3 separate regions of the Mus musculus genome follow, and all the other regions are linked to region 1. A link is a contact called in public HiChIP or PLAC-seq data. All regions are on one chromosome and are shown on one strand. The core of a region is the stretch at or near the end of the contact, and the rest is flanking DNA. Distances in the headings are between cores, read along the strand shown. Region 1 holds the start of Plxnb1 (plexin B1). Region 2 has its middle 19 kb from the start of Mir7089. Region 3 overlaps Map4 (microtubule-associated protein 4).

Region 1 (2,927 bases), core at 428-2,927:
CACTCCCTCTGTCTCCCATTACCTCCCACACCCTGCCATCACCTCCCTGAGGAGCCTCCTGAGGCCTCTCCGGCTCCCGAGGAGGTAACCCTGTGTGGTAGATGAAATGGACACGCCCAGCTACCAGGCCTGACCTATCTATCCTGCTCTTCCTTGGGCTCTGAGCCTCAGATTTCCCATTAGTGGGAGGGGAGGAAGGACTCCTCTGGGGTGTACCTGGCATGAGTGGGCCCCGAGACCATTTTCTTCTGTTCCGTCCTCCCACCCTAGACAAGAGCTCTTTAAAGGCAGAGAGTACCTGCTTTTTATAAGAAGGCTCCAGTAACCAGCAGACCCAACGCAGAGCAGGTGTTCCCTACATGGTGACAGAGCCCCCATTTCACTGCCAAGGAGATCCAGACTAGAGGGGTAATATGGAGCTCACACTCCGCTTTCAAGCCTCTTAGCATCTCAAAAGCCGAGGAATCGGCCCAGTTTTATTAATGATCGGACTAGGGCTTATTTGGAGCCAAGCCTCACGTCCCTAACTTGCACTGCCAGTATCTCCTCCCTAACTCCCCACATCTCAGGCTGTCCAGGCTCATCGCCAAAGTCTAACTAACTCTGCCTGTGCCCAGGCCTGCCCCATAGGCCTCTTTAGAACCCACACTCCCCGAAACCCTACGGCAGGGCCCAAGACTGGTTGCCTGACTTCTGCAAAGGACAAGCAACACCTAACCCTCTCCTGCAGCTGCTCTCACAACCAAGAAGACTCACAAATTCAGCCCCTTCCACATCTGCACTTGTCTGGGAGTTGGGGGAAACTGGCCTTCCCTTTCTGAGCTCGGCCACCCACACTCCCGCCCCTATCCCAGTATCCACTTAAAAGGGAGAGTTACTTTTTGACAGTGAAGTGGTGTGCACTACACACCTGCCGTCTGGATGTTGAGTAGGGTGGAAGGGAGCCATCATTTACCAGACACCCGCCATAAATTAAGGCGCTCGTCAAGCACCGGCTGGGTGTGTGGGTACCGAGACAGAGTCCAAGTGTTAAAAGGCTCGTGGTCCTCCTTTGTCAGTCTCTGCCTGAAAGATCTGTTATCCTATGGGGAAGCCTCCACTTCCTTGCTTCGACTCATCCTCAACCCTCCTCCCTCCGCCGCTCCACGGGACAAAGACCCCACCAGTGGCCCAGGGAGGGCGGGGAAGGGGCCGGCCGGTCCCGAAAGCGGCGGTGGCGGCAGCGAGGAGGGGGCGCGGAGGAGCAGCTCCACCTCCTCTGTCTCCCAATCGCGTTACAGGCGGTGCCGCCAGAGTTTGCCTTCGCGCGCGCGAGTGTGGTCCCAACTCTGAGGACCGAAGCCACCCACCGGAGACACCACTCCGGCTGCCTGTGCCCAGCGGGATCGAGGCCTCGGGCCGTTCCACCTGGGTGCGCGCGGCTCTCGCCTGCAACCCCGCCTTCCCTGCCCAAGTCTCGCAACTCACCGCCCGACCCTCCTGCGGGATGCGCGCGGCGAGGCGTCCGCCCGCAGCTCCGGGCTAGCTCAGATCTGCGCGCGGCGGCCTTCCCTCCCCTCGGAGGTGGGTCTGGCGGAGCCGCAGCTGTTACCCGGAGACCGAGGGGCGGAAAAAACTGCGCCCGCCGCCCGCCCCTCCCGCCGCGGCGCTGCCTCCGCTGGGAACAAAGGAGACAAAGCCGCGTCGGCCGGCCCGGGCTCCGCTCCTTCCACCCCCCCACCCCCCGCCCGTCGGGCCGCCCTCCCCCCGCGCGCCGCCCGGACCAGGCCGGAAGCTGCCGGGAGAACGGGGTACGCGGCCCCAGCCATCCGGGACCCCGCATTCCGGTCCCGCGGGATCCGAGTTTGTGAAGGGCCTGGGGGGGTGATCAACCCCTCTCATTAAATGGGGGCTGCAGCGCCCGGGCGGTAGTCATGGCAACGCAGACGTGTAGGGTGAGGAGCGGAGCCGGGAGCGTGGGCGGTCCGCCCCGCCCAGCCGGGCCTCACCTGCGCGCCGCTTAGGACCAAGAGGCTACGGCCATGGTTGCGAGCCTTATTACCTGGGCGTTGAGATACAGCACTGGAGCCTTTCCCCGTCCTGCCAGAGTTCGAGGGACTTGTGCCCCACACCTGCTCTGCCTGTTCCATAACCACCATCTTGACTATCCCCAACGCACCTCGCCCAGCGCCCGGAGCGCCCTCATTCCCTTCTAGATCCCGGCCCTTGGAGCCATCCTCTCCCCCCAACTTTCTTCACCTGGTCTCCTAGACGCCAGCTTCTCCTCTTCTCACCTGGCCCTGCCCACCTTTCCTTCTTTCAATACTCCACAACACCCAACCTCTCCTTCCGGCCCCCACCCCTGGCTGTTTGAAGAGAGCCCGGGCTTTGGACCTGAGTTTGCGCCATCACTAAGCCATGTAACCTGACACCCCTTCCCCCCCCACACACACACACCCCGACCTTTTTGCTCCCTGACTAATAGGGGGTAATACCACCAAAGCTGAACTGTGTAAGCAGGGCATACTGGCTGTGAGGTGCAGAAGTAGGGTCTTATTTCCTTCCCTCCTCCACGGCCTGTACCTGGAGCCATGCAGAACTCAGAAGCCTTGAGCAAGTCTGGACTCCCTCCTTGGAAAACACCTGGGTCTTTCTGGGAAGGAAACCCTGGGCAGAGGTTCTCTCCTGAGGGCTTTATGCAGGGCGGTTCACACCCGGGCTTGCCAATGGCAATCTGTGGAGCCAGGACCTGACCCATCCTGAGGGCTTTTGAAGGACTTTGGCTCAAGGCCATTGGCATAGTGTCCAGAAAGGGAAAAACTGCATATACGTCACCTGGAAGCCTCTAAGGTTAGAGGGCTCTAAATCGGGGGAAGCCGTCTTCCGTATCTGCCACTTCACTAAGGGCTGATGCCAGGCTGCTCTACCATCACACCCTCAGACTCCCG
Region 2 (3,292 bases), core at 74-2,573, 810 kb before region 1:
TCAGCACCAACATGGCACTTAACTAACACCTCTACAGAAACCAGGCTCAGGGTGCTTGACACCCCCTTCTGACCTCTTCCAGCAGCAGGCATGTATGTGATACACATACATCCATGTAGGAAAAAAATTCCCACACATAAAACAAAACAAAACAAACCAACCAATAATGTGGGGGTGAGAGAGGGTGGGGAGGTCATATAGTCCAGAGTGAACTTGTGCTTGAGTCTCACTCCAGGATCCCTCACAGATGGACTCTGAAGCCTATAAGAGACATGTGAAAGGCACAGGGATTGCATGTGCCCTTGCTAAATGGAATGGAGACCATCCTTGTCATTGCTGTGCACAATTTACTTTATCTATATTACCGCTATGCTGCATGTACACTTGCATGTCAGAAGAGGACATCATATCCCTTTATAGATGATCGAGAACTACTATGTGGGTGCTGGGAATTGAACTCAGGACCTTTGGAATAGCAGCCAGAACTCTTAACTGCTGAGCCATCTCTCCAGCCTCAGTTACATACAAATTCTATAGAAGGGATAATAGGTGGGGAATAATGGGTTGTGGGGTGGGGTTTAATCTGTTCTTTTGTCTTTGAGACTGTGAGAGGTCTGTCTGTCTATATCTCTGGAGTACTGGAATCAAATGGGACTCCCATGCCGGGCAGGGAGAGGCTTGTTTGTTTGGTTTGGTTTGCTTTGGTTTTTCCAGACACGGTTTCTCTGTATGTAGCTGTAGCTGTCCTGGAATGCACTTCGTAGACCAGGCTGGCCTAGAACTCACAGAGATCTTCCTGCCTCTGCCTCCCGAGTGCCAAGGTCAAAGGTGTGCACCACCATGAGTCAATTATGGGGTTTGTTGTTGTTGTAAAGAGCCCTAAGAGATTAAGGAGAAAGAGAAGAGTGCTCAGAAGTAGAAAATCTCGTCTAGATTGTCCACAGACCTGAGGTCACAGCAGCTTTTTCCTAGGTTAAGCGGGATACAAAGTCATTAGAGAGGACTAATGTTCATCTAAAGAACAATTGAGGTGGGAGTTGGGGGCAGAGGGATCAGGAGTTCAAGGTCATCTTCTGATACACAGGGAGTTTGAGGCCAGAAAAAAAGAGACCCTGATTGACAGCAAACAAAAGAAGAGAGGAATGAAGAGGAAGAAGAAAGGGGAAAAGAGGAAGGAGAAGAAAAGGATGCAGGAGGAGGAAGATTCGGAAGAGGAGGAGGAGGAGGAGGAGGAGAAAGACACAGACTCATCATTTGCTCCCAGACACTACCCGAGAGCGTGTGCTTTCTGGGACTGCCCTGACCCCTCTCTGGCTTCTAGGCACTGAGGTATTGCTGACGTGGTCTGGAACGCAGTGTGAAATCAGTTTGGGAGCAGAGCATTTGACCATGAGCCCTGGCTTTGTGACTTCCTAGTGGGTGACCTTGAGCAAGCTGGTAAAACTCTATTACCCCCAGTTGCTCATCTATAAAATCAGAGGTCGTAACCCTCCTGTCTCACCGGGTGAAGGGAGAAAAGCACACATGCAAGAGTCCTGTAAGACAGTGTATGAGAGACAGACAGACGCTTCTCATTAAGTAGCCCAGTGGCCAGGGTCAGGGTTCTGGTACTACCGGCTTTGTCCTTACTCAGAGCAAATCCCTTCTTCTCACCTGAAAGATCTTCACTTGATGGATCAAGTGTGACAATCAACAGTGACCATTGTGACCTGGCTCCTGAGACGACTTTTCAGGTAAAGGGGCTTGCCACCCAGCCCTACCACCTGAGTTCAATTCTCGGCCACGTGGTGGAAAGAGACGTAAGAAATACATTAAGGTCCAATTTCTTTCTTCCTTCCTTTTCTTTGTTTAAAAGCCATTTTTCTGGGCTGGTGAGATGGCTCAGTGGTTAAGAGCACCAACTGCTCTTCCGAAGGTCCCGAGTTCAAATCCTAGCAACCACATGGTGGCTCACAACCATCCATAACAAAATCTGATGCCCTCTTCTGGAGTATCTGAGGACAGCTACAGTGAACTTACATATAATAAATAAATAAATCTTAAAAGAAAAGCCATTTTCCTTAATTTTAACTATTATTTATTTGTGCGTGTGTGTGTGTGTGTGTGTGTGTGTGTGTGTGTGTTTGTGTCTGTGTCTGTGTGTACAGGAGGAAGTCAGAGGGGTGTTAGATCCCCTGGAACTGAGGTTACAGGAAGTTGTAAGCTGCCTGATGTATGGGCTAGGAATATAACTCAGGTCCTCTGCAAGAGCAGTAACTGACTTAACCACTGAGCCATCTCTCCAGCCCTGTTGTGTGCTTAGAGTTCAGCAGAGCTCTGATGGACAGAAGGCACGACAAGCAGGATGCTACATGACTGAACCCAGGATAAGAAAAGTGGGCAGTCTTAAGCACCAAATGATTCATTGGTGTCCTGAACCAATAGGATGGGGGGTTTGAGAAAGCAGCGACTCTTGGCCTATAGGAAGGGAGGATGGGACTTCCTCATGAAGGGAGGACTTTGAAAACCAGTCTTGTGCCAGCCAAATCGGCACACCAACTGTTCTCACTTTTTCTCTATGCTCTGCCCCTCTACAGAACACACATTAAAACTGCTTTGTCTTTATTAGTCTCTTGAATTTCTATCACCTTATTTCCAATAGACGGAACCAACTCTGGAAGGTTGTTCTCTGACCTCTGACTCATGTTCTGTGGCACCTATACTCATGCATGCACACACACACACACACACACACACACACACACCCTGTCAGGATAGTTCAGTGGGTTAAGGTACTTGGCACATACACACACAAAATAAAAACAAAAATGTAAAACAAACAAACAAACAAACGCAAATACATAAAGGTGGGACAAGCAGGCTGTGGGAAACTTAGAGGACCTTGCAAACCACCTGGGCAGGCTGATGAAGGTGACGCTGCCTGAAGCAGTCAGGATTTGGGCAGCCCTGGGTTAAACAGGAGATCCCAGCTGATGGGTTCATTCTCCCAAGCAGCTTTGTGAGGGAGAAAACCTGCCCCCTGAGCACCAGGGCAAACCCAGGGCACGACCTAGGGCTCTGCTACTTGGAAGGGCCACTCTAGCAGAACTGGCGTCTGCAGGCCAGGCAGACATTAGGTCATCCGTGCATCTGAAAACCACAGTCCCGCCCTCCTGGGTCCCCAGAGGCCTTCCTTATCCCTGGTCAGGATCCCTGAGTCCTGAGCTCTGTGTGTCCCCAATCAGGCTCCCAAGGAAAGAGTTGAAACCTCTTGGGCTTCTGTCCAAGCGCTACTTCTAATTTCCCCACTCCC
Region 3 (3,078 bases), core at 270-2,769, 980 kb before region 1:
CAGCACTCACCCATCTGTTTCAGAAACTCTGATGGAGGAGGCCAGGCTTCATTTTTGTGTTTGAAGTAGGGTCTCACAATGTAGATAAGGCTCACCTGGGACCTGCTGTATACTCCACACAGGCCTCAAATTCCTGATCCTTCTGTCTCACTGTTAGCTCTACTAGGATTACAGCAAGCATATCTGGTTTTACGCCTCTCTGAATCCTTTAGATATATAATAATGTGTTGGTGAACAAAGAGACCAACCAAAATGGTGAGACAGTGATGTACAATTCAGAAGAGCACAACCTGGCTGTACTGCAACACCCTAGCCCTGGAAAGAGTAACATAGCTTATAGCTTTCAAGAAGAAAGGTCCTTCCTTCCCTCCTTTTCCTCAGAACGAGAGGCTCTTTGCAAAGGAAATGTGCTGGGCTACCAAGAGAACCTGGAACTCACGCTGAGGAACCCGAGTACCTTACCATGCTCCTTTAAGTTCTTGACTTTTTCATGACATTAACAGTGGATTGATTTTAGCCAGACAGGCGCATCTGTCTCCATACCTAGCAGCAACTTTACGGTCAGGAGACAAGGCCCTGACTTCTGAAGAAGAACCTGGGTATGATGTATTGTATGCATACTAGATGAGTTTGAAATGTTAAGGAAGTGTCTAACAGTTTCACGTTCCCTTCATCTGACTGACTACAGTGGGGTAAGAGCTCACAACTTGGTTGGCTTTCACTGGTTGATATAAAAACTGTCTGACAGCTGAGTCATTAACTAGAGGAAGGAACACAGGAAAAAGTAGGAACTAGTTAAGAACAGGAACAAAGTGGAATAGAAGGGAAAATGACTCAGGCTAGGAGAATGATGTTCCCACTTCACCTCAGAGAGGGAAACCTAAATAAAACTCACTTTCCCAGCAGGCGGTTTCTGTGCACTCGCAATGGAGCCGGCTGCTTTAGTGACTGCATTAGGTTCAGGCTTCCCAGCTGTGGTAGCTGCCTCTGTTTTTTTCTCTACTTTGGCCTGGATGGAGATAAACGGGGTTGAGGGGGAGGGGCAAGTTTCAAACCAAGATGAGAGCCTAGATGCCAAGGAAGGAAGAAGGCAGAAAAAGAAAAAAAAAAGCAAGGCCAGGATACCAGGCAGAAAGAAGCAGTCACCCTTGCCCCTAGGACGACACACTCCTAGTCTAGATCCGCAGCGATCCCTGAGCAAGGGGCACAGAAAGAAGAACCACAGGCCAGGTCTGAAAGAAGAGCTCATGCGTTTATGAAGAAATCGTTCAAAGGCTAAGATCGAATCAGTGCTTCTCTGTGAGCACGTGTGAGCCTGTCTGTCATTCTAAATCACAATGCCCTCATGCCTCCACTGCGCTGCTGTCCCTGTCCCGCACATGGCTCCAGCCCCTGGTGACGGAAGCATGACATCATCAGGTACACGGCAATACACAATAACCCACAACTAGCCCAAGGTATTTAGAGCGTTGAGTGTTTGTAGCATGGAAGACCAAGAAGAGTGAAAAGGGGGATGAGGTCATCTGGAGCCCAGCCCAGACACCGGGCCGGCTGGGCCACAGCCAGGACTGCTCTGAGGTCCTTGTCCCAGAAGGATCCCAGCCTGTCATTAACATCTTCCAAATGAACCATGATTCTGCTGCATTTCTGTGCCTATATTCAATTTCTTTAAAATATTTTTAAAAATGTTATCTATATGAATGTTTTGCATACATATAACTGCACTAGGCTCCTGTAAACACAATTTACATACAAAGGGTTGTAAGCTATAGATGTGGATTCTGGGAACTATGCCTGGGTTCTTAACTTCTGTCATCTCTCCAGACCCCCTATTCAATTTTAACAATTTTGGATTAATACAATTTAAGTATCCTACTCTGGATGCTGACAGAACAGTTCAAGTTGACAACAGTTAAGGGTGAACTAGAATACCACCATTTTTTCTACATCCTGGGTTCCCAAGGCTGTTAACATTTGACACATAAAACTGAAACCCATGCAACTAGAATATGCTTATTAAAGTTAGTGTGTGTGTCCAAGTATGCACATCCACACTTGTGTACAGCATGTATGGAGGTCAGAAGATAATCGTAGGAGCCAGCTTTCTCCTTCCACTACAGGGTTTCTGTGGATTAAGTTCATGCTGTTAGGGTTGGTAGTAAGTGCTTTTCTCCCCTTAGTTAATGTGTTGGTCCCAGAATGTTCTTTGTTGTTGCCATCTTCACCCACTCACTCTGCATAGTCATGAAACTCACCATGCAGACCAAGATGGCCTCAAATTCAGAGATCCCCCTGCCTCTGTCTCCCTCTGCTGAAATTAAAAGTTGTGCCACCACACCCAGCCTCAGAACTTTCTTAATGTTAAGCACTGTAGTTTAGAAAAGTCAGGGTACGTGGTTCATTTCACAGCACAGTGTTCACCAGAGGAAACCCTAGTTCTCATTTGGACAGATTCCTCTCACATCAAGGGATGGAGATATTAAATGTGTCTGGTAAGAACCAAAAATAAATGGGGCTCATGTGCAGTGTCTCTTACCTTCACAGTTTCTGAAGCTTTCTCTCCAAACTCCCTAAACCCTGAAGCCATGGCGCCAAACTCATCATGATTCTGCTGCTCTGTCTTCCAAGTGCTCTGAGGAACCACACATCCAACTTTCTAGAGTTTTTTTGTTTTGTTTTTCGAGACAGGGTTTCTCTGTGCAGTCCTGTCTGTCCTGAAACTCACTCTGTAGTCCAGGCTGGCCTCGAACTCAGAAATCCTCCTGCCTCCCAAGTGCTGGGATTAAAGACATGAGCCACCACTGCCCGGCTAAGAGTTTTTATAAAATAGAAGACTCTTTCTACCTCCCAAAGAAAAATATAAATATAAATCCCAACACAGTGAACAGGAGGTCCTTATGGGAAGATAAGGCCAGGCCTTCCCTGATATTGTAGTGCCAAGAACCAAGACTGAAATTCTCTGATGCTGAATGAAATGATCTAGATGACTGCATGTGGCAGAAAAGCAACAGAAGCCAGAATGCAAAGATCCCCAAGCTCACTGACTCACCCGGCCTCCTCCAGGCTGGTGTTTGATGT

What was found. HiChIP or PLAC-seq counts read pairs in DNA pulled down with a chosen protein or histone mark.
Region 2: an RNA polymerase II HiChIP or PLAC-seq map of embryonic stem cells shows a contact between it and region 1, with 8 read pairs. The contact joins the enhancer-like site here to the promoter of Plxnb1 in region 1. A contact is called at or near these places in 1 of 39 promoter capture datasets (cranial neural crest), 11 of 115 datasets of contacts at active chromatin or transcription factors (astrocytes, embryonic forebrain, embryonic limb bud and 7 more) and 2 of 9 other capture datasets (embryonic stem cells and macrophages).
Region 3: an H3K4me3 HiChIP or PLAC-seq map of forebrain shows a contact between it and region 1, with 13 times the contacts expected there. The contact joins the enhancer-like site here to the promoter of Plxnb1 in region 1. A contact is called at or near these places in 2 of 39 promoter capture datasets (cranial neural crest and embryonic stem cells) and 8 of 115 datasets of contacts at active chromatin or transcription factors (astrocytes, cardiomyocytes, craniofacial prominence and 4 more).

Annotation. Positions count from the first base shown.
Region 1 is chr9:109,094,186-109,097,112 of GRCm38.p6, reverse strand. It overlaps Plxnb1 (plexin B1), which reads right to left and starts at 1,677. Exons shown (of 38, transcript NM_172775.2): 1 at 1,468-1,677. It overlaps Gm7628 (predicted gene 7628), which reads left to right. Exons shown (of 2, transcript NR_168955.1): 2 at 1,281-2,927.
Region 2 is chr9:109,907,407-109,910,698 of GRCm38.p6, reverse strand. No RefSeq gene overlaps it. Among named protein-coding and RNA genes, the nearest start is that of Mir7089, 19 kb to the right of the region's middle. Within about 2 kb of position 1,323, at least 31 of the 459 cell types and tissues checked have an H3K27ac peak or open chromatin away from gene starts, as enhancers often do. A contact at or near this core is called in embryonic stem cells, where this site is marked.
Region 3 is chr9:110,068,957-110,072,034 of GRCm38.p6, reverse strand. It overlaps Map4 (microtubule-associated protein 4), which reads right to left. Exons shown (of 19, transcript NM_001205330.1): 13 at 3,050-3,078; 14 at 896-1,009. Among named protein-coding and RNA genes, the nearest start is that of Dhx30, 47 kb to the left of the region's middle. Within about 2 kb of position 1,519, at least 53 of the 459 cell types and tissues checked have an H3K27ac peak or open chromatin away from gene starts, as enhancers often do. A contact at or near this core is called in embryonic forebrain and forebrain, where this site is marked.